Regions from separate parts of the Zea mays genome. Here region 2 is linked to region 1. A link is a contact called in public Hi-C data. All regions are on one chromosome and are shown on one strand. Each heading gives the region's core, a stretch centred on a gene start, on an enhancer-like site or on the middle of the called end of the contact. The rest is flanking DNA. Distances are from core to core; before and after follow the strand shown.

Evidence for each region. Hi-C and Micro-C count contacts between places; a contact is called where the count stands out from the background.
Region 2: a Hi-C map of ear shows a contact between it and region 1, with 3 times the contacts expected there. The contact joins the promoter of LOC100281556 here to the promoter of LOC103640076 in region 1. A contact is called at or near these places in 3 of 25 Hi-C or Micro-C datasets (ear, endosperm and leaf).

The regions. Positions count from the first base shown.
Region 1 is chr1:159,871,315-159,876,120 of Zm-B73-REFERENCE-NAM-5.0, reverse strand. LOC103640076 reads left to right here and starts at 3,508. Exons shown (of 12, transcript XM_008662727.3): 1 at 3,508-3,721; 2 at 3,851-4,109; 3 at 4,200-4,579; 4 at 4,665-4,806. The coding sequence starts at 3,556.
Region 2 is chr1:160,142,087-160,146,367 of Zm-B73-REFERENCE-NAM-5.0, reverse strand. It overlaps LOC100281556 (lectin-like receptor kinase 7), which reads left to right and starts at 2,408. Exons shown (of 1, transcript NM_001154475.2): 1 at 2,408-4,281. The coding sequence starts at 2,551.

The DNA of each region.
Region 1 (4,806 bases), core at 2,259-4,758:
CGTCCGTTGCTTGAGGGGACCCTCGGGCGAGACGTGAATCCTCCTGGGTCGGCTGCCTTTGCCCGAGGCTGGGCTCGGGCGATGCGAGATGGTGTCCCTTGAGCGGACGGAGCCTTGACCTGAATCGCGCCCATCAGGCCTTTGCAGCTTTGTGCTGATGGGGGTTACCAGCTAAGATTATGAGTCTTGGGAGTACCCCTAATTATGGTCCCCGACAATTACATATTTTAATTCTCATAGATTATGATGTATTTTCAATTGTTTATCCAAGTTGTCGTGAAAAAAATGCTTGAAATTGTTCATACGCTGGTTTATGGGAAATAATTGAGTGAGGTTGTTGTTGTTGGGTGTGTTCTTGTGCTCAATCAAAGAGTCCGAGCCTGAGTCTGTGTTGGGAACTTGCTGTGTTGGAAACTTGCTACGCACATTTATCATATCACCTAAGAAATTTGGAAGTAAAAGTTTATGAATTGTTACCACTAGACGCGTTGGAAGAAATTAGTTCATTTTCCCTCAAAATCCTCTCTAAACTAGAAGGGAAATTGAGTTTGCAAGAGTCTTTATTGCAAGAGTTTAGTTTTGACAAACATAATGGGGTTATAGTTTTTTTCTTCTGAAAATAATAAACTTTTTTCAATTTAGGTTGTGACATTTTTCCTCGGCTTATCACCGTTCACCTCAACTTATCAACAACCATTCTGTGGACCTATAACACGTCCCATGGACCATGGTTCGTGTGGATCATCCCTCGATACCTCGCTCACTCAAGTTCGTCCTTTCTTTAAGCTAGACTAGAATGGGCTAGACGAAAAACTGCAGAAATTTTGGTTCTTTATTCTTAAAGGCATGTTTGTTTCAGCTTATAGATTATATAATCTGAATTATAATCTAAATTATATAATCCAGATTATAATCTAGATAATTTACAATCTACATGTAGTTGTTTAGTAGTCTAGATTATACAAATGTAGATTATTCACAAAGATAACATTATCCTTGTTTGTTTATTTGAGGTGAGTAAAGAAGAATGACATATATTGTAATTTCTATTTACATAACCATAGGTAGTAGGTCTTTTACCAAAAATAATCTCAATTAAACTACTCTTTAGGAGATTATGAGATTAGCATAATCTGGGCTTTAGATTATATAATCTAAACCTATAATCTAGGTGTTTGTTTATCTGCTGGATTATTTGCGTTGGATTATATAATTTGGAGAGATTATAATCCGAAACAATCAGGGCCTAAGTGTAGTTATATAAGTAATTGATTATCAATTGTAAGTACATATCTTACTCATGTACAAATCTCTTGAAACACTGTACATAAGGGCTAATTTGAAAACTCTATTTTTTAAGGAATTTCTATTTTTCCGAAAAAATGAACTAATTTCTATTGAAAAATAGGTTTCCAAACTAACCCCTAATCATTACATTTTCAGGCCATTTTTAGACGTGTATTTTAAAAGCTCCTCCTCTTAAAACACACTTAATTTTTGGAGACGGGTCTAAGGATCTTCTCAGGAGACCTTCTAGATTTACAACATGGTTGTTGTTTTTAATGACTCCACAAATATACAACCGCCTCTAGCTAGATTTTCTACTCCCTCTATTCCAAATTAAAATTTATCTTGAGTAATTAATAGATTCACACAATCACTACTGGAATTTGGCTCTTTACCGAATGTCAAATGTTTTATTGAGTGTTTTTTCGGGCACTCGGCAAAGAAGCTTTTTGTCGAGTGCTTTTTTTCAACACTAGGCAAAGACAATTTAAAAATCACATTTTAATACAGTAAATTAATTCAGATGAAAAAAATTTCAACTACAAATTTGTATAACTCATCATGATATACAATTTATATTTTGAACATTTCTTTATATGACAAAATAAAAGTAAATTTGTTCATAAAACTTATATCTCTCTCGTAGTTCATGAAACTACAAGAGAGATGTATAAGATTTGTGCATATTATTAGAACCATCATGTGGGATGAATAAATGGCTAAACAAATAAAATAAACTTTGTAGATCTTGAGAAGTTATAGAATTTTGTAGTTGGTAAATTTTTTATTGAAAGTCATCTTGTCAGCGAAAACTACGTTTGAATTAAAAAAAATTAAAATTTCAATTTTGAAAACGATCTCGAAAGAAAAAACTATCAACATGAAACTTGTATGTATTGAAGAATTATGAAACTTTGTAGTTGACAATGTTTTGATTTGAAATCATCTTGTCATACAAACCTATATTTAAATTTTGATTTTTTTTCAAACTACCTCGGATGGAAAAACCACCAAAATAAAATTTGTTGGTCTTGAAATGTAATGAAACTTTGTAACTGGCGATTTTTTGATTTGAAATCATCTCATCATAGAAAAATTCGTGTGAAGTGTTCAAATTTGAAATTCAAATTTTGTAAACAGCTTCTGATGTAGAAAATATCAAAATAGAAGTTGTGTATCTTGAAAAGTTATGCAACTCTATAGTTGACAACATTTTCAATTGAATTCATTTAGTGCCTCAAATAATCAAATTACTCTCGATTTGTTATAATATATGAGGAATGAAAACGTAATATAAGCACAATTGATGTAGTAGTGTAGTGGTAGAGGAAGTTATGCGCACGTGTGAGGTTGTGAGTTCGAATCTCACATTCACAAAATACGTAAATTTGAAATGAAAACGTAATATAAGCACAATTGATGATGTAATAGCGTAGTGGTAGAGCAGGTTATGCGCACACGTGAGGTTGTGAGTTCGAAGTTCGAATCTCATATTCACAAAACACGTAAATTTGATTAAAAATGGTGAAAATGATAGGACCGATGTGTAGAGCAATGGCGGTGGTTGGGGGGGAAGCTGTCTCCCTAATTTTGAAAAATGTTTTGCTGTTTTTTTGGGTTTTTTGTGATTCTTAATTTACCGAGTGTTTTTTGACACTCGCCCGAAAAAAGTACTCGAAAAAAAAATCATTTACCGATAAAATATTTGCCGAGTGTGGCTTTGCCGAGTGTATAATGGTCTTTGCCGAGTGTCTGAGACACTCGACAAAAAAGGCGAGTTCGGTAGTGAATATTTGATGTATGTGTTTTATATATGTGTCTAGATTTATCATCATATATTTAAATATATATAAAAAACAAGGCTAAAACTAATAGTACCGTGGGACGGAGGGAGTACTAGGTTTGTCTTCTAAAATCACTTATAAATTATTTAATTTAAAACATTTAAACTATATATATATATATTTGTATTAAAAAATACTTATAAAATCTCATACATTTGAAAGTGTATTTAGAAAATTGCGTTAAAGTGAATGCGGCACATATTTGTGATTGGAGGGAATATTCGGTCGCGTAAATTTAAACTCGAAACAAGCTGTCACGTACGTACTGTTTTCCAGCTCAACATACCAACCTGACGCGACGTCATGCACAGCTTCCGATATCACAACACACGGACACGGGGGGAAGGGCATGGGCCAACGGCCCACCATTCAGTGGCAATAACAAAAAGGCCCAGCGTCAGCCGTCTCGTACGTCACCCGGTTCATGGTTGCGAGAGAGGCGGCGCGGCCACGAGTCCGGGACCGGCTCCTCAGAAACCGGCCGCCTATCTCTCCCCCTTCCCTCCGTGTTCGTCGGCCCCGGCCCCATATTTTCTCTAGCCTTGCTCGTGTGGCTGGAAGAGTGGAGATCGGGGAAGCGTTTGTGTTGGGTACGTAGTACAGATCGTGATGCTTTCTTTCCTTGAGATCGTTGCATTGCGTCAGGGATTGATGTTAATATAGATTTGGGTTTCGTTGATCCTCACCTGCATTGCCGTGTTGCATGCGCGTGCACTCAGCACTCTGGACGGCCGAGCCCGACATGGACCGCGACGAGGAGGTGGGCCACGGCGACCGCTCGCTCCTATTCATCGGCGATGAGGACGATCTCGGCGTCGACCGGGACGGCGGATCCCCGCCGACCTCCTCCGACGATGGATCATTCTCCGACCGGAGCGACGCCGAGACACGCGCCGGCCATGTCCGGCGTCGCGACGGCGGCGAGCGTGAGGACACGCCCGAGGACGGCCAGAATGGCGCGTGGCCGCAGAGTTACAGGTTCGTCAACCAGCCGCCTCGCCGTCCACATCTCTTCCACGATTCGGAGCTGACGCCGTTTCCTCGGCGGCGTTCTCGTTTCGCATGCAGGCAGTCGATCGACATGCTGAGCGCGGTGCCGTCGCCGACGATGAACTCGATCATGGCAGCGAGCCCGAGCCTGACCAGATTCGGCAGCTCCTTCCTCAAGGCCGGGAGCTCCTTCTTCCTGAGGAAAGGCGAGGGCTCGGGGCTGCCGCTCACCAGGCCGCTGCTGCCGCCCTCGCTCCCGCAGCTGTCGCAGTCGTCGTTGCACCCGCAGCCGCGGCCCGTGAAGCAGTCCACGGACAGCCTCGCCCAGGCGCCGCGGTGGCCGGCTGCGCACGAGGCGGAGCTGCCCGAGAGACCCTCCAGGCAATGCCTGAAATCCGATTATATCGAGCTTCCTCCGCCTGCTAGCAAGTGCAGCAGGAACCAATCAATCATCAATGGTGCGTGACCAGTTGGATCTTGAATTCTCAGGTGTTAGAGTAATCAGCTTATGGAATCAATCATCAATGCTGGTCGAATTTCTAGGGTTCAATGTGCTGTGCGGCGTTGGAATTCTCACCACGGCTTATGGAATCAAGGAAGGGGGATGGCTAAGCCTCCTGCTGCTCCCCTTGCTGGGTGGCAGCTCGTGCTACACGGGCTTGCTTCTCAAGAGGTGCATAGACAG
Region 2 (4,281 bases), core at 1,159-3,658, 270 kb before region 1:
GGATGTTGTTGGATGATGAATATAGAAGACGTTGCTGCAGACGATTCAGTGAGAGATCTGAAGATCTAACAAACGGTTCAGTGAGAGATCTACCAGGCGTTCCTCTCTCTCTCCTCGAGGCGCGCAGCAGCGGCGGTTCCCGAGGGGCACGGCGGCGGCGGCTCCCCCCAAGCGCGCGACAGCTGCGGTTCCCAAGGAGCGCGCGCGGTGGCGGCCTCGGGAGGCTTGAGCGGCGGTGGCGGTGGCCAGAGGCGTGCTTGGGCAGTGACACCCCCCAATGTGCACGTGACGGCGAGGCCCTCCTACCTCCAGCTATTAATTCTTCAAGCTCCGACGAGTCGAACGCCACTGTGAAAACGTGGATCATCTGCCGATGAACTCCTCTGATATGGTAGCTTTGGCGCATCCTCCTCCGACGACCTCATCTGATCCATGTTTATGCATTCCGTGATATTTTTATGTCGATCACTGCAATTTTTATGCATTCCATTTGAGAATTTTATGATGATGAATATGTCGTCTCTCACGTGGCTTTGGTATTTCTATAGGAATGACATTTGCGCTACATCTGCCATTATTTTATGCGCAAGCTTGCTGATTTTATGATCATAAATACAACACATCTGAGTTATCAACATCTCTGACTTTGTCTCGGTTTTTACGGTCAAAACAATGTTATTTACGCTAAAAGTTGTAGGATTTTACGCAAATCTTAGGGTGCGCCACAAACATCACGTATGCATATTTTCCGCGTGCACAATGAAAAAGAAACCCCTTAATTTATGGTATATGTAACTGCCATAAAAAATCAAATCTCATAATCAACTCCTCTAATCAAATCACATAATCAACTCCTGAAATCAAATCTCTTCATTTATGGTGGATGAATGGACGTGGTGGATGTTGGTTGGGATTGAATCAACATTACGCTCTATCTAACACTATTTTATGCTTAAACTTTAGGAGTTTTACTATCATAAATACAACGTATCAAAGTTGTCAACGTCTCTCACGTTGGTTCAGTATTCACGATCAAAACCGATGAGTTTTACGCTAAAAACTGAAGCATTTTACGCTCAAACTGGTGTGCGTCCACCAGTGTACCACATGCATATTTTTTGTGAGCATAGTGAAAAAAGAAGTCACATGGTTTATGGTGTATGTGACTACCATAAAAATCAAATTCCCGATCGACTCAACTAATTAAATCCCCTAATCAACTCACCCAATCAAATCCCTTGATTTATGGTGGTCGCATGGATGCGAGAGTTGTTGTTGGGAGTGAGTCAACATATACGCTATATCTGACACTATTTACACTCTAGCGTGAGAATTTTTACGCTTAAATCTGGGTTGCACCCACACAGTGTCCCACATGCACAACAATTTTCGGATCTGCCATAATTTTGGACCTACCATAATTTTCGGATTTGAAACAACACCTACCATAAAAATCGAAAATCGCATGTATATCTGGTGGGTGTTGACTGTACCTTACATAAAAATAGGACCCTGCATGCGAGGTGACGGAAACATGATTTTATGCTTTGTCGGATACTATTTTATGCTCAAACGTGATGATTTTTACACTAGAAAACAAGGTATCACGCATAAAACTGTTATAAAAACAGATCCCTAAAATAGCGCACCCACATGATCTGGACGTGGGATGTGGGGTAGTGGGGCCATACGGGGCGTGGGTCGTGGAGGAGGGAGCCGACCAGACCATATATATAAACATGGGGTGGTGGGGCCATACGGGCGTGGGTCGTAGGGAGGGCACCGACCAGGGCTTGCTATTTAAACATGATGGTCATGGGTCCGTTAGGCTCGTCGGGCCACAGGCCGACCCGACACTAGAAACAACCTAACACATTGTGCATGTGTCTTATCCGTGGCCCACGGGCCAGCACGACATGACCTGTAGATTGAACTAGGTCGGGCTACGCCTGTTCCAATTCGTGTCGGGCCTCGGCAGGCTTAGCTCGGGCCTGACTAGGCGACCTATTTTGGACATATCTCCGGGCCACCTAGTCTATAGCCTGTGGTTTAATCCATATGTTTCTATTTATATTTGTTGTTTTTAGATTGAAATGTATCGAAAGAATAATAAATTTATAAGCTAGCTCGGGGACGTGATTAGATTCTAGATCCATCCTTTCTTACATACATATTTTAAATAAAAAATATGGCGCCTCTGCCTCGTCGCCCTCCAAGCATTTCAACATACGAGGCAAAAACTCTGCTGGTTTAGGGTGAAAAGCAATATTTCAGGTAATTGAAAATGAGCAAAACCAAAAGTGAGGTAGTAGTACAAGCTTAGCTATTAATAATAACCTCGTGTTACTATCTGTCCAGTGCCATTAATAATAACTTTATGTTGTTGGTGAGCCGCAGTGAGGCAATCAAAGCCACTTCCAGTCTCAGAGTCAGACCCACCACTCCTCTCCCTTTCTTCCTCTACCTACAAAGCCACCAGTCCACCTCCTCCTACTCCATTCATGGTTCATCTCCATCCCCATTAATTCCTCCCCTCACTCCATCACTCCCATGTCAAGCTCCAGGAAACCCAAGACTCCCATCCTCCTCTTCTTCCTCTTCCTTCTCGCCAGCCTCGCCTTCTCCCAAGAGTTCACCTACAAGGGCTTCAGCGCCAGTGGCCGCGGCGGGAGCCCGAACCTGAACCTGAACGGCACGTCGGCAACCGAGATCTTGCCCAGCGGCATCCTCCGCCTCACCAACGAGACGTCCCGGCTCTTCGGACACGCCTTCTACCCGACCCCGCTGCGCTTCCTGGACCAGAAGAACGGCACCGCCGTGTCCTTCTCCACGCAGTTCGCCTTTACCGTGGTGCCCGAGTTCCCGACGCTCGGCGGCCACGGCTTCGCGTTCGTCGTCGCGCCCGACCCGCGCATGTCCGGTGCGCTGCCCAGCCAGTACCTGGGCCTACTCAGCGCCGCCGACGTCGGCAACGCCACCAACCACCTCTTCGCCATCGAGTTCGACACCGTGCAGGACTTCGAGTTCGACGACGTCAACGGCAACCACGTCGGCGTCGACCTCAACAGCCTCATCTCCAACGCGTCCGCCAAGGCCGACCCTTTGAACCTCAAGTCCGGGGACACCACCGCCTGGGTCGACTACGACGGCGCCGCCAGGTTGCTTAACGTCTCCATCGCCAACGGCACGTTGGGGAAGCCCACCACGCCGCTCATCTCCTTCCGCGTCGACCTCTCTGGGATCTTCCGCGAGCAGATGTACGTCGGCTTCTCGGCGTCCACGGGAGTCCTCGCGAGCTCGCACTACCTCAGGGGTTGGAGCTTTCGCCTCGGCGCCGGCGCCGCGCCGGCGCTGGATCTCTCGTCCCTGCCGTCGCTGCCCCAGCTCAAGAGCTCCAAGAACCGGACCTCGCTCATCCTCGCCGTCGCGTTCTCGGCGTTCGTGGCGCTCGTCGTGCTCGCCGGCGCCGGCGCGTACGGTGCGTACCGGTACAAGAACCGCGACATCATCGAGCCGTGGGAGCTGGACTACGGCCCGCATCGGTTCAAGTACGCCGAACTCCGCCGCGCGACGCGCGGGTTCCGCGAGCGCGAGGTGCTCGGATCCGGCGGTTTCGGCAAGGTGTACCGCGGCGTGCTCCGGAAATCCGGCGAGACCGTGGCCGTGAAGCGCGTGAACCACGAGTCCCGGCAGGGCCTCCGCGAGTTCGTGGCGGAGATCGCGTCTATCGGCCGGCTCCGCCACCGCAACCTGGTCCAGCTCCAGGGCTGGTGCCGCCGCCGCGGCGACCTTCTCCTCGTCTACGACTACATGCCCAACGGCAGCCTGGACCGCCACCTCTTCGGCGACCACCTCAAAGCGTCGCGCCTGACCTGGCCGGTCCGCTACCGCATCCTCCGCGACGTCGCGTCGGCGCTGCTGTACCTGCACGAGGGATGGGAGAGCGTCGTCCTCCACCGCGACGTCAAGGCCAGCAACGTGCTCCTCGACGCCGACATGTCGGCGCGGCTCGGCGACTTCGGTCTCGCCAAGCTCCACGAGCGCGGGACCAACCCGAGCACGACGCGCGTGGTGGGCACCCTGGGGTACCTGGCTCCCGAGCTGACGCGGACGGGGAAGGCCACGACGGCTGCCGACGTGTTCGCGTTCGGTGCCCTGGTGCTGGAGGTGGTGGCCGGGCGGCATCCCATAGAGCCCCGCGCGCCGCCCGAGGAGCTGGTGCTGGCCGAGTGGGCGTGGGAGCGGTACGCGGCGGGGGAGGTGGAGAAGGTGGTGGACGCC